2 separate regions of the Sus scrofa genome follow, and region 1 is linked to region 2. A link is a contact called in public Hi-C data. All regions are on one chromosome and are shown on one strand. Each heading gives the region's core, a stretch centred on a gene start, on an enhancer-like site or on the middle of the called end of the contact. The rest is flanking DNA. Distances are from core to core; before and after follow the strand shown. Region 1 holds the start of CCDC136 (coiled-coil domain-containing protein 136). Region 2 holds the start of FLNC (filamin-C).

Region 1 (7,508 bases), core at 2,650-5,149, 36 kb after region 2:
CTCCTCTCCAGACCTGCTTGCCGCCTTCCTTTCTTCTCCATTTATACTTCTCTTTTGGCTTGATCTCAGTTCTCCCTGCCGTTTTCTAGGGCAGCTCCCCGAAACCTTCCAAAAGCCCACAGATGTAACAAAACCTGCCTCTTTATTTGGCGGTGCAGTGGAATGTGGGACGCCTGCCTTGCTGGTTCCCAGAGACAAAGGGATGTGGGCGTTAGAAGAAAGGGCTCCTGGGGCCACCAGCTCAGTCCTAGGTGGCAAGGGGCGAGGGGCGCGAGCTCATCCGCTTCCTTTAAAAGAGGCACAGCGGCCCCTCCAGTCACATCTCATTGGCTCGCTGCTCTGCCTTCCCAGGGTGCCCTTGGAGGACCAGGCCAAGGCAATCTGGTCTGAAATTAAACCCTGACCACCGACACCTGGCACTGACCAGAAAAACAAAGAAAAAGGGCTGCAGGTGTGAAGAAGAGCGATTGAGGAGAGAAAAAAGAGCTGCAGGGAAGGGGTGTGAAATGGGAGGGCAAGAAGGGGGGGCACAGAAGAGCCAGTTGGAGAGGCACGAAGAAAGGAAATGAGCTAAACAGGAGACTGAAGGATCCGGCGTTGCTGTGGGCTGTGGTGTAGGTCGCAGATGCGGGTTGGATCCCACGTTGCTGTGACTCTGGCATAGGCTGGCAGCTACAGCTCCGATTCGACCCCTAGCCTGGGACCCTCCATATGCCACGGGTATGGCCCTAAAAAAGCAAAAAATAAAATAAAATAAAAATTAATAAATAAAGAGGAGGCTGGAGAGATAGGAGCAGGGCAAGCACAGTAGAAGAAAATGAGGGGAACGTACTGATTTCGGTCCTATTGGTCTGCGTGCCTCCGCCAAGCCCTCAAGACAAAAGTACTTGGCGGGCCCTCCAGTCTGAGTGCAGGATTTACCTTGGAGCTGCTGGATCTGCTTGGTGAACACCTCTGCCTGCTGGGCGCTGGCCAGCCGCTCATCCTCCAGGAGCCCTGCAGTGAAGGGGGAGCTGGCGTCAGGCCTGGGATCCAGGGAGCACAGAGCCTTTGGGCCCCGGCCCTCGGGGTCCGTCACAGGCACTCACCCTGCAGCTCCAGCGAGTCATCCTCATGCTGCCCTGCCAGTTCCCGGGTCTCCTCCAGCTCTGCCACCAGCTGCAGCACCTGAGCCCTCAGCTCCTCCAGTTCGGTCTCCGTGAGGCTCAGGCCCCGGTGCTTACTGAGGGACAAGGAGCCCCCGCTTCCTCCCTTTTGCACCTGATCATCCTCTTCTTCCCCCTCTTCTTCCTCTTCCTCCTCCTCTTCCTCCTCGTAGAGGGCTGGGAGTAACACTTCCCCTAGGAAAGACCCCCCACCCCCAGCGAGTAAGAGCCAGCTTCCTGTCCTTGGTCCTTCCAGGGCCCTCTAGCATGCTGTCCCAGGGCAGAGATGGTATCATAGTGCCACCTGGTGTCCCCCAAGGAGCCTCTGGGCAGGACCTGCACACGGGACGAGTCCTCAGGTGTGAGGGTCGGGGTTGGAGGTAGCCCATCCCCCTCCCGGGCCCTTCCTGGACCAGTGCTGCACCTGGTGGCCTCCTAGTACTGCCTTTGGGCACACTGAGCAGCCAAGGGCCCGGCTGAGCCCCATGAGGCTCGCACAAGGATAGCTGCTTCCTCCAGCCTCGTCTCTGGGTAGTCAAGAAAGAGTCAGACACCGGGTGTGTCTTTAAGCCCAACAGGACAAGAATTACAGTTTGGGGGTTTGTACTAAGTTTACCAAGGATCCAGGTGGCTTGTGAGAAATTAGCCCTTCCATAATAAGAAAGCGTTGCCTGTCAGTCAGTAGAGAAAGAGAACAGCCAAAGAGAATCATCTGAAATGATTCTAAATGCTTTTCTGGACAAAGACGGGGCCCCTTTCAAATACATTCTATCGAATAGCCCTTTGGAAATTTTCTGCCAGGTCCACCTTTCTTTTCTGCTGTGTCAGGAGGTCTCCCCTCCTCTCCCTGAGTGTTCTGAGGCCCCTTCCCCTGCTGACCATAAGGCAGTTTTGGGGGGGAAGTCAAGGATTCTCCTCGTGAATAAAAGAAAGCCTGCCATTTTAATGCATTAAGAAATGGGGGTGTGCTGGTCCCCAGCCTCTGGCTGGTGAGCAACCCCTCTCCTTTGCTGCAATGCAGTTCCTCTCAATAGCAAAATCTTGCCTGGATGGTAAGAGCTTGCTTTGTTTTAAAATTCTCAATCTCTGGTCCATCTTTGTCTAATAATCACAGCCTAAGGTTTATCTGGGACCCCTTGTCTCATCCGTCCCTCTTGGAGCGTGGACGTGTGTATAGGGACCTGGGGACCCTACACAGAAAGTCCTGGAAATAGGACCAGCATCCTTCTAGGGGCCTCATTTAGGCAGCAAGTGCCAAGCTGTGTGGGTGTCGAGGGTGAGATGCGCGTTGGGAGCTTGGCCTTCTCGCCGGCCCCTCTCCCAGGCTCCCTCTTTCAGGCAGTAAGATAACCTAGAGAACCGAAGTCACAAGGCTTCCATTTGAAGTTAGTGGTGACACCAGAAAGACAATTCACATGCTCACTCCTCTGGCTTTTCAAAATAAGAGACAGCTTGGGATCTGGGTCGGGAGGCAGCGAGAACAAACCCCCTGCTGCACAGCTGCTTCAAATCTCTGTCCAAGGAGGCCTCTTTCTCTCTCTGGCAGCTCCCTGGGGACACACAACTTGGTTAGCTGGTGGTTAGGACCCCAAAGGGATGTACCCTGAACTTTCCCCAAAGCCCGAGCCCTGAGGAGGGTTGGAGGGGGCTGAGCTGAACTTGGGGAAGGGCTGTGTCCTGGCTCAGAGTTCTGGGGGTCAGAGGGAGGAAGGAGGAGAGGGAAGCTGGACGAGGTGGAGGGAAAGAAAGCTTTTGGGGAAAACTCACCCTCCATGGCTTGCATTCCACGCCTTTCCAGGGACCCCCAGCGTTGGCCTTTCTTCCTCTCACAACCGTCAGACACCTCGTAGGAGCCTAAAGTGGTCACTGTGGGTCCTGTAAGCAGGGAGAGAGGGGGCACTGTGGGATGCTAGGGGCGGCTGGGGGCTGGGGTGCAGCGGGGAGGGGAGGGGACATGCCTCCTAGCCCTTTGGAGCCCTGGGGTTTTTCATCCCAGTGGAAGTACTTGGCTCAGTCTGCCCAGGGCTGCGACTCTCCGCCCCAGGTGGCCCCTCAAGCGGGCCTGCGGGGACACCGCCCTGCACTGCCCAGCTTCTCTGCCCCCCAGTCCGTGCTCCTCTCCCTTGCACAGACAGAAAGGGCGTGTGTGTGTCTCTTTAGCCCAGAGGGGACAGGCAAGGATGGAAGAGGGCGGGAGCCAGCAAAGAGAAGAGGCTCAAAGGGTGAGGTGGAAGGGGAAGGGGTGAGGGGACGCGTGCGGGAAGGGGGTCTGGACTGGGGCCGCTGCCGTCCATTCCAGCTCTCACTGGACTTCGTCCTCCCCACTCCGCCCCGCGCTCCGAAGCCTTCAGGGTCCGAGCAGGTGCGGGGTCTGGAGCCCCCAAGGCAAAAAGCACCGTCAGGCTGGAGAGACCAGATGGAGTGGGCTCAGGGGAGGGACTGCCAGGGATGATGCGGCCGGTGTGGGGAAGAGCCAGCCCGGAAAGATGGAGCCGGAGCCCGGGCTGGGGGCAGGATGGAGGAGGAAGACTTAGGACGGAGAGGTGGGGAGCAGCGGAGGGGGAGAGGACCTGGGGGTCTGGAGGGAGGAGAGATGGAGAAGAGGAAGGAGCGGCGGTGGCGAAGTGAGGGAGGGGCGCTCTGACCTGGACCCGGGCAGCTCCAGCCCGCGGCGCCCGCGCCGGCCCCGGCGCCCGCCTCCATGGCCGCTCGCGCCGCCGCCGCCGCCCGGAGCAGCCGCCGCCGCCGCCGCCGCCAGGCCGGGGACCGGAGCCGGGTGCGCAGGGGAAGGAAGGCCGGGCCGGCCGAGGGGGCGGGGCCTGGCCAGGCCACCTGACGCCGCCGCCGCCGCCGCCCGGAAGCCGGCCCTGCACCCCAGCTCCCGGACCCGGTGCAAGCGCGTCGCCAGACACGCCCCGAGGCCCGCGCCGAGGGAGCGACCGGCTCCCCTGGTCTGGCGGTGGGTCCTGCCGGGAGGCGGCTGCGTGGGGGCACCCCTCTGCGCCAAGTGCCAGGGCCCGGTCCTGCTCGGCGGTGGGGAAGGAAAAGCAAGCACCAGGAGAGCCAAATCCTCCTGGCCTGTTTCCTCCAAACGCGCGGATGCTCACACGCCCCTTGCTCCCCACGGCTGAGCGGCACCCTCCACCTGGGCAGTCAGCGCAGACCCTCCGGCCGCCAGCCTCAGCCTCAGGGCTGCTCCAGGGCTGGAGGAGGGAAACCGAAGCCAGGATACTTCAACTGCGGGCCTTGATCTCTCTGTTGGCCTTGCGCCCTCCGCCAAGCCACAAGCAGGGACCTTCTTAGAAGGGGCCGCTCCGGGACCCCACGCAGCCCTTAGTGTCGAAGACCTTTCTCCATTGCCTGCCTTCCCACCGGGCCCCAGGCCCGGTGGTCTGCAAACCACAACCCCTACTCACCTAGCCTCTGCAGCTGTTTAGAGTGGGCACTGCCGATTTTCACTCTCATAGAAGGGAGATGTGAAAGCCCAGATAGCTTATTTCACTCAACCGCTCCTTCAAGGAACTTCTTCCAAGTGCCAGATTTTGGCGAACCAATTGGGCTCACGCCTCTGCAGGTCTCAGCCAGGAAAGAAATGGGTACACTTGGGAACCCGGAGGTTCCAGCACATCTGGAAAATCACTGGGAGATTCCTAAACCAGGGACAGTCCCTTCTCTTGCGCATCCACTTACAAGGTCATGGGCATATACTGTCTGGATCACGCCCACCGGCTCCCAAGTTCACAAGCCCTCCATATTCCTCAGGAGAGAAGCCCTTCTTTGCCTCGACATCCCCTACGTACCCTTAAACACTCAGCTGGGAGTCATCTCTTGGCAGCCATTCCCGACTCACCACCCAGCCAAGCCATTAGATGCTCCTGCTGTGCTCCGACCCCTCCCCCTTCCCTCTAAGCAGCACCAGTCACTCTAGGTTGTCAAGGTCATGTTCTGACTTTCCTGTCAGCCCAGTGTTTGGAAGACCAGGAAATTGCCTTAGTCGTTTTTGTATCTCCAGTATCTAAATCATTGACACAGAATAAATGAGTGAAGTTAAATCTCCTAATTAATGCTCTGCTTATCATTTAACGTATGATCCCACACTTAAGGTGTTCAGTGTTGCCTATTAACAATAGTATTGGAGTTCCCGTCGTGGCGCAGTGGAAAGGAATCCGGCTAGGACCCATAAGGTTGTGGGTTCAATCTCTGGGCTCGCTCAGTGGGTTAAGGATCCGGCATTGCCGTGAGCTGTGGTGTAGGTCGAAGATGCAGCTGGGATCTGGCGTTGCTGTGGCTGTGGCGTAGGCTGGTGGCAACAATTCCGATTCGACCCCTACCCTGGGAACCTCCATATGCCATAGGTGCAGCCCTAAAAAGACAAAAGACACACACGCAAAAAAAAAAAAAAAAAAAAAAAAAAACCCAATAATGTTGCCTATAAATCTCTCTCTCTCCTCCCCTCCTTCCTCCCTCTCATACCTCCAGCCTGGTATGTGCTCCGAGAGATGGTGAGCACAGATCAAGATGTTTCATTGGCTCCTCAGAGGACTGAGCTCCCCTCCAGAGCCTGGGATCAAGGCGATCCAGTCTGGAGAAAGGCTGTCGAGCAAGCCCACCCAGAACATCTGCTGCAGACATCAGGCCTGTCCAGACTTGGGGAGCAGGGCAGTTTGTCAGGGATGATGGAAAGGAGCTGGTGTTGTGTAGGGCTCTGGGGAATGATGAAGTCTAATCCTAGAAGGAGAGTGACTGGTCTGCCCCAGCGCAGCTCCTGGTTCTGGCCGAACTACCAAGGTCAGTTAGCAGTAGACCTTGGGCGCTGACCTCTTGGCTGATGGAAGGGAGGAAGTTGTCAACTGTAACATCCGGGGGTCCAAGCTTTCCTCGGGGAGCTCTGATCCGGAGTATTAGGACTAATCTCTCCCTGGCTCCAGAGGTGCAGGTCACCATTCACCCTTCATCTGGGGAGTGTTCAGGAGAGACCAGAACCAGTCTTTTTTCGGGACCCAAATGTGGTTAAACTAGGCCAGACCGGTACAGGGTTGAGGGTGAGAGTAAAGATAGGAAGCCGAGGGAAAGGGCTTAGCAGGTAAAAGGGGGGGAAGTGGACTGTGGTCCAAGGATGTATCTTTGAAGGGCTAGGAATGCTGGGGACCCCAGCCAGGTGATCAGCTTAGGGGGATGATCTGAATTAATCCTTGTAATCCCCGGACCCAGGACTCAGCCTCCGTCCTAATCCCATCCCAGCAGATCGTCTTCTCTGAGGATGATGCAGCCATTTATCCCCCTTGACCCTTATTTCTAAAGGCCTAGATCCTCTCATTAAAAAGAAAAAAAAGGGAATCTTTTAAAGATGCAAAGAGTACAGTACAGAAAATAACATTAAAATTAATATCCATGTGCTCACCGCTGAAATCCAACAATTGTTCATTTCTTGCCACATTTGATTCAGAGACAGCCCTTCTATTTATGGTCTTACAGTTTTACATAAATATATATATCCACAAACAAAGTACTGATTTGTATGTTTTAAAAATATATTTAAATTGGAGTTCCCGTTGTAGCTCAGTGGTTAACGAATCTTACTAGGAACAATGAGATTGCGGGTTCAATCCTTGGCTTCACTCAATGGGTTAAGGATCTGGCGTTGCTGTGGCTGTGGCGTAGGTCAGCGGCTACAGCTCCGATTAGACCCCTAGCCTGGGACCCTCCATATGCCATGGGTGCAGCCCTGGAAAAAAGACAAAAAAAAAAAAATATATATATATATATGTATTTAAATGGAGTTATACTGTACACATTCTTTTGCAAACTTTCTTTTTCTCCTAACTTTTTTTTCACTTACCCATGCTGTTTCATATAACTACAGTTTGTGAATTTTAACTGCTGAATACTCTTTCATTGAATATACCATGATTTATTTATCCATTCTTCTGCTAATGGGCATTTAGGGTGTTTCCAATTTTTCTATATTATACACAGTGCTGTGATGGACAGGGCTGGGCAGGCCTCCTTGGCATATACGTAAGCACCTCTCCAAGGCAGATAGATACCTAGAAGTAGAATTTCATAGAATCTGTACAGCTTAAACTTTACTAGATATGACTAAATTTTTCTGTAAAGCATATGGACCAGTTCACACTCCACTAACAGTGGCTTTCAATGCTTGATTAAATTCACTAACATATTTAAAAATTTCTTTCCTCACCATTCCTTCTTGCATTTCATGCCTTCCTTCTTATTTGTTTCCTTCTTTGAAGTATATCCTTTGGTGACATTTTGGTGAAAATCTGTGAGTGGTAAACGTTCTCCAGTCTTTGTCTTAAAATGTCTTAATTTCACACCACTTAAATGGACATTTAGTGGGCA
Region 2 (6,573 bases), core at 3,990-6,489:
GGTTCCCATCCACGATGGCCTTGCTGTCTGCAGAGCGAGGGGACAAGCTGGGCTCAGAAGGGCCCCACCCTCTGCCGCCCAGACTTTCTTCGGGCACAGCGCCCTCCCTCCCCTGCCCAGCTCCAGAGGCTGCTGCTCCAGCGCTGGGGTCAGGCCTCCTCCTTCTGGAACTTACCCCTTCTCTGCCAACCAAAATCCCTCCCTCCTGCGAGGCTCAGCCCCAGAGGCCCGGGTTGATGATTCTTCCTCTCCCTTTAGGATGAGGCTCCTTCCCAGGAGTTCCCATCATGGTGCAGTGGAAACGAATCCGACTAAGAACCATGAGGTTGAGGGTTCGAACCCGGGCCTTGCTCAGTGGGTTAAGGATCCGGCGTTGCTGTGGCTGTGGTGTAGGCCGGCAGCTATAGCTCCGCTTGGACCCCCAGCCTGGGAACCTCCATATGCCGAGAGTGCGGCCCTAAAAAGAAAAAAAAAAGAATGAAGCTGCTTCCCAAAGTGTCCCTACGGCAGCGGCGGCAGCAGCAGCGGTGGCGGCTACTTTCACCTCTACCACGGTGCTTGGGGGGCCCCCTATGTGCTACAGACATGGGTGCAGTTGTGCAAGATGGTGGGCCACTCGGGGACAGACACTTTTCACTGTTTCCTTTCTTTTTTAAACAGTTTCACTGAGGGATGCCTGATGTACAACGATCTGGATATAGGAGAAAGTATTACTGGATAACTTTTCACGGTATGTTTATACTGACAAAGCCAACACCACAGATCAAGACAAGTCAACACAGCCACCCTTCCGCAAACTTTCCTTTCCTTCGTGATCCGTCAGTCCTGCCCTTCCCCGGCCGCCCTTCCCGGGCATCAGCGGATCTGCTCTTGGTCACTATAGATTAGTCTGCATTTTCTAGAGTTTCATATGAATAGAATCATACAGTCTTCTTTTAATTGGTCTGGCTTCTTTCCTTCACTGTAATTTATCTCTCTATACCCGGAGCTTAGGACGCAGTAGAATCTCACTAAATACTGGTTGAATGAATGAATTTTTTAAAACCTGAAGTTGGAGAGGAGCAGCACCAACTTGGTTCCAGCCAAATTCTACTCTGAATGCTATAAAAAGGCTTTTGGCACGAAGGTCTGGGTGGAGGAAGAGGGTGCCGGGCACATTCCGTTAAGGCTAAAAAGTCCGTGTTCTTAAGTGATAGGGGACAGTGAGATTTCGCAAGAGCCCGGGGAATGTTACCCATGTGGACTCAAGTCTCAGGAGCTGACATTCTCGACCCATCCCCTCCTTTAAGGAATACTATGGACCAGAATTTGAACCCCAAGACTGGGGGGGCCTAGTTCCCTTTAAGAGCCAGAGAGAAACATCCAGGGGCCGAGGGTGGCCTGGAGTGTAGAGGCTTGGGAACCAGCTTACTTGTCAAGGACTGTACAGGCCTGAAAGCCATTAGCTTCCCTGAGCTAATGAGGTTGGGAGGGGGCAGAAGACAAGCCTTGTTTACTAGCGTTGCCGGGGAGATGGGAAAGGGTGGGGCTGGAGGTAGCCCTTACACATCTTTTCCTGACCTCCTCCTCTAGAGCTTGGAGGATGACCTTAGGAGGGTGAAGGCCTGGGGAACCCCAGCACTGCCCCCCCCCACCTGCCCCCAGGACGTTATCTCAGCCTCTCTGGCCCGGGGCTCTGGTCCCCTTGGCTCCCCCACCCTTTCACTGATTCATCTTTCCTTCCCCAGCAGCTCCCCAGGCCCGCCCCTCTCCCCCTGGCTCCACTGCAGCACAATGGTTTGGCAGCGTGCAGATTCCATGACACACTCACTCCCAGCCTCCTGGTGCTTTAGCACTTTCTCTCTCAAACACACACACACACACACACACACACACACACACACACACACACAGAGGCCTAGGACACTTTCACAGTCTTGACACCCAGAGCCTCACAGCCTCTCACAACCCAGCCTCCAAAGCTGGTGCTTGTACACCCAGAAGTGCTTTTTGCAAACTGAAGCCAGATCCCTGGAAGGGAGGCCTTGAGGCTGCTGGGGTTGGGGAATGGGTGGTGGTGGGGTGTTGTTTGGGGTGGGGGGACTCATTCATATTTGCATCAGGGAGAAGCTTCTCCCCAGCAACGGGCCCTGGGCCAGACAGCAAGTGGTCCAGGTCGGCAGGAGAGGGGTGGGTCTAGCGTCCCCCTCTGGGAGCAGTGACCTTCCTCTCTCTCCGCCCCCTCGGAGGCCAGGCGGAGGGGGAGCGCTCTGTACAAGCCAGGCTTCCTCCTTCGGACCCCACTGGGGATACCACCAAAGGGGTGGGAGGAGCCAGTCCCTGAGGCCACCCCAGGCTTTGAGTGGAGGGGGAGGAGAGAGGGCCCAGGGAGGGAGGTGCCGGGACAGCTGCTGCCCCCTCCAGCCCCTCCCTTGGCGCTTGCTTGGCTCACGGAGAAGGAATAGCAACTGGGGAACAGCTGCGGGACAGAGCCGCCTCACAGGCCTCTTTGTTCGGAGGGGCCGAGGGGGTGGCGGGGGTAAGAAGGGCACTCGGCTCCTTCAACCCAGGCTGAGTACCCCTACCTCCTTCAGGGGCGCTGCTCAGCTACCCGCTCCCACCCTGCGCCTAGAAAAGGAAGTGGGGGATCTTTTTGACCTCCTCCCAGGTGCCCAGATAGCCAATTTCAGTCCTGACATGATGCCCAGGAGGCCCCACGCCAACCCCTTCCCACCCCCAGGCCAGAAGGAACTAGAGGAAGCAGGATGCCTGCCTGGTGGGGAACCCGCTACATCTCCCCGGGGTTGGGCAGCCCCTGCCGGCTGTGCCCCTTCCCCTCCAGCCTCAGCCTCAGGTCTAGCAGCTGAATTGCTGACAGCTTATCTCATCGGTGGCGGAGGGAATGAGCCACTTGGCCCAAATGGGGCCGGTTCCCCTACCCCTCTGCAGGAAGGGGAATGGAGGGTTCCCTCCCGCCCCCCAAACCAACTTTTGCTTCTTCCCCCTCTATTCTGAGCCGGCCTCTCCACACACAGTTGAGCCAAGGGGGCCGGAGCCAGGCACCGCCGTGGGGGAGGGGCGAGGTGTGCTCAGGAAGGATGAGGCCTGGAGAGGGGCCGAGCGCCCCCACAGCGGTGAGGGGAGGGCAAGGCTGAGCCATTTCCTATAAAGTCCTGGTGAGGCCCCAGGCTGTCCCCCTGAGACCCCACCTGGGACAATCAGTCCAGTCGGTCAAATTCCAGCTGCTGGGGGATGGCCGCCCCCTGGCCTGACTCCTCTCTGACCCCTGCCCCCCCCACCACAGAAGCTCTCAAGCAGCCCTCAGCTCTAATACATATACCAGGACCCCCTCCCCCACCCCCTGTCCTCAGGCTTGTCCTTCTGGAAAGCTCAGAGACATCTGCTGTGTCACGGAGGCAGGGCTATTTCCAGGCCAGTGAGGGTGGGGTGGGGGGGCAGAATTGGGGCAGGAGGGGGTAAGGCCTAGAGAGGGGGCCGGACAGGGCAAAGGGCCCCAGACTGACCTCAGCTGCTAATTCAGGCGGCCCAGAGATGCCCTGAGGGGGCTGGGGTGTGGACAGACCTTCAATTATCTAAATAAGTCTCTGGGGTAGCCTGGGGGGTATCAGACCCCCTGTGAATCTCCCTTCCTGGTGCCTGGGGGTGCACCCCGCCAAGGGGCCCTTTCCTGCAAATCAAGGCAAGGCTCTGGAGAGCTCACCACAGGAGGAGGGGGTTCGCTAGGCCCCCAGCTTGCGAGGATGACTGCAGGGCCTGCCCCTCTCTTCTCAGAGCCCACCCTTGGCTCCCCACTCCCAACGCTGGAGTGCCTCCCCACCCCCACCCAGCAGTGACACACCTTCCAAATCTGGTTACACTCAAAGACTTCCTCCCTTCTCCAGGCCTTCCCTCCCACCCCTCAGCCCAGACTATTAGCCGCAGCCAATCAGGGGCTAGGGGGTGGGTTGGGGCCGGGCGTGGACGGGAGGGAGCCCCTTCCCCGGCTGGTTGGAGCCGGTGGAGGACAGGCAGGGGTTAAGGATCCCCGCGGTCGCTCAGAGCCTTTTTAGGTTTCCGAGGCTGGGCCCTGCCCGCCCAGGCCCCTGCGCCCGAACCCAGCTGCCGAGCACATGCCTGCGGGGGGCCCGGGCCCCGCGCCCGCCCGGCCCCCAGCTCTCCCTCTGAGCGCTGAGATCGGGCAGCGCTCGGGACCTGTCTTCAGCCGCTCCTCCGCGGTGGAGGTGCTAGGAGACTGAGAAGCCATTTGCTTTGTTTGGGGGGAGGTGCCCCCGGGAATCCGTGTTGGTCCCTGGCCCTGTCCTCTCAAGCCTGGCCTGGGTTGCGGAGGGCAGGAAAGGGGACGATGAGTGGAGGCGGGTCGCTGGGAGCGTGCGAGGGAGGCTGAAGCTGGAGGACTCAGAACAGTCGGGTCTGGACTCCCCTGGGCCCCCTCGGGATGCCAGCCGTCCAGAGAGGGATGTGAGGGCCGGGCCCGGCGCGCCTGTGTCGGCGGGCGGGAGAGCCGAGCCAGGGTCCCCTCCCGGAGCCGGGGCGCTCCCCGCCCTGTCTCGGCTCTCCGCGCGCCCACCCGGCACCTGCGTCCCCTGGCCCCACCGGCCAGCCCCTCCTCGGGGTATGTCCCCCTCCCTGCCCGCACTGACCGATGGACACGAGCTTGATATGCTCGCGCTCGAGGAACTCGAGGGCCACGGACACGTTCTCCAGCTTCATCTGGCGGAAGTTGGGGCGCGGGTGAAACTTGCGGTACATGCGCTTCTGGCTGAGCACCTCGAGCAGCGCGATGAGGCGCAGCCCGTCGCTGAGGTCTCGCTGCAGGTCGGTCAGGCGCTTGCCCACGCACTTGAGGTGCTCATTGCACCAGCGAGTGAACGTGTTCTGCTGGATCTTCTTCCACGGCGCGTCCTCGGCCAGGTCCTTCTCTGTAGAGGGCATGTCGTCCACCTCGTCGCCCAGGCCGAGGCCCGCGGCCTCGGAGTAACCGCTGTTGTTCATCATTCCGGCGCCGGCTGGGGCGGGGGCTGCGCTGCCGGCTGGGGTCTGGCTGGGGGCGGCGGGCTGGGCTCGGGCTGGAGGCGCTGTCGGGGCGCGATCGCGGGACTCGCGGCTCTGCGCTGCGCGGTGCGCTGCTCTCAACTTCTCTCGCGCCTCTGGCTGGCGGGACTCGGCGGGCCTCCTCGGCTCCTCGGCCGCGGGCGCTCTCTCGGTCTCTCTCCCTCCGGGGGCGGAGCGGTGCTCGGGAAGTGCGGGCTGGGCTGGGGCGGGGGGTTTAAGAAGCCCCCGGGCCGCGTCCCCCCCGCCGCGCCCGCGGCCCCCGGGTCCACGTCAGAGCGCCGGCCTCCCAGGAATGCCGCCCGGCCCGCGGGTGGGGGCCGCGCCGAGCCCGCCGGCCCCGCCTCCCTCCCCCTCCCCCACCCGGCCGCCCGCGGGAGGGGGTCTACCGCCCCCGGCCCGGGGCGCGGCCCCGGGGAGGCTCGGGGCCGGGCGCCGCCGCCGCCGCCGCGCGGGAAAGGTGGAGAGCAGAGCTGGAAAGTGAGGGGTGAGGGCCGCCAACACCCCAAAGCTGAACATCGCCGGTCGGGCATATACCCCGCCACCGGCGAGATGAGAGGCTCCTGGGGAAACTAAGTCCAGTGGTTAGGGCAAAACACGCTGATCGGGTGTTGACAGAACTTTCTGGATTGGTTGGTGGCAGGGCTGTTGACAGGGCCTGGGAGTCCTGGCGTCTAGCCCAGGGTATTGTCCACCTGCGGACAGGGAAGGGAAGTGTGTGTGCTTGTGTGCAGATAGACAGACGCTGCCCAACCCGAGAAGCCTTAGAGTAGGGGTGCTCCCCTTGATGGGTAAAAAGTCTCACCTGAAGCCCAAACCCAGGGTCCCAGGGGAAAGACGGCGGCTACCCCTGACTCAGTGTCCCTGTCACCAGCCTGTTTGTCCTCATCCTCTCAGAATGAAGCTGAGCTCAGGAGAAGGGTACCCAGTGAGTCACACGGTGCCCCCCCACCCCCAGTTCTGACTCAACCAAGGTGATGAGAGGGGAGGGAGGGCCTCGGTACAGTAGTACCCGGAAGCCCCCTGGGCAGTGTGCCCATTTGGGCCACAGGGCAGATCCTTCAAGTCAAAGGGCAGGTTAGCCAGACAGAGACAGGAGAGCCCGGCCTAGAGCAGCCAAGGGGAGACACTTTGGGGCTGGTGGGCAGGGAGAGCCCCAGGGAGCCTGCCAGGAGGCCTGGGCAGGACTGGGCTCGGGGTAAACCAAGGCAGCTGGAGGCCTAGGGAGTGGTGACAGCAGGGCAACGGAGACACTTAAAGAGAGCAGCTGGCCTGGGGTGAGTTGGAAAAGCAGAAGGACATACTTGTGTAAAGAGAATACGTATCCTGCAATTCTGTAGGATGTGTGTGTCCCACACCTCCTGGTGTCCCCTTTAGGTCAGACTTTCTCCTCTTTCCCATCCTTCTGGTCCCATAAGTTTGGGCCCCGACTCAAGTTGTGTGATAACGGAAATTTGGGAGGTGTCTGGTGAATCCTTCCACCTTATTCCTCTTCTCCCACCAGGCCTGGTGACAAGGAAAAGA

The links. A called contact is a pair of places that touch in the nucleus more often than the background predicts.
Region 1: a contact with region 2 is called in a Hi-C map of embryonic fibroblasts, with 2.6 times the contacts expected there. The contact joins the promoter of CCDC136 here to the promoter of FLNC in region 2. A contact is called at or near these places in 3 of 47 Hi-C or Micro-C datasets (embryonic fibroblasts and heart right ventricle) and 1 of 2 datasets of contacts at active chromatin or transcription factors (skeletal muscle).

What each region holds. Positions count from the first base shown.
Region 1 is chr18:19,819,844-19,827,351 of Sscrofa11.1, forward strand. It overlaps CCDC136 (coiled-coil domain-containing protein 136), which reads right to left and starts at 3,900. Exons shown (of 10, transcript XM_013990821.2): 1 at 3,791-3,900; 2 at 2,913-3,020; 3 at 1,089-1,340; 4 at 922-996. The coding sequence starts at 3,848.
Region 2 is chr18:19,782,377-19,788,949 of Sscrofa11.1, forward strand. FLNC (filamin-C) reads right to left here and starts at 5,240. Exons shown (of 46, transcript XM_021078951.1): 1 at 4,641-5,240; 2 at 1-27. The coding sequence starts at 4,995.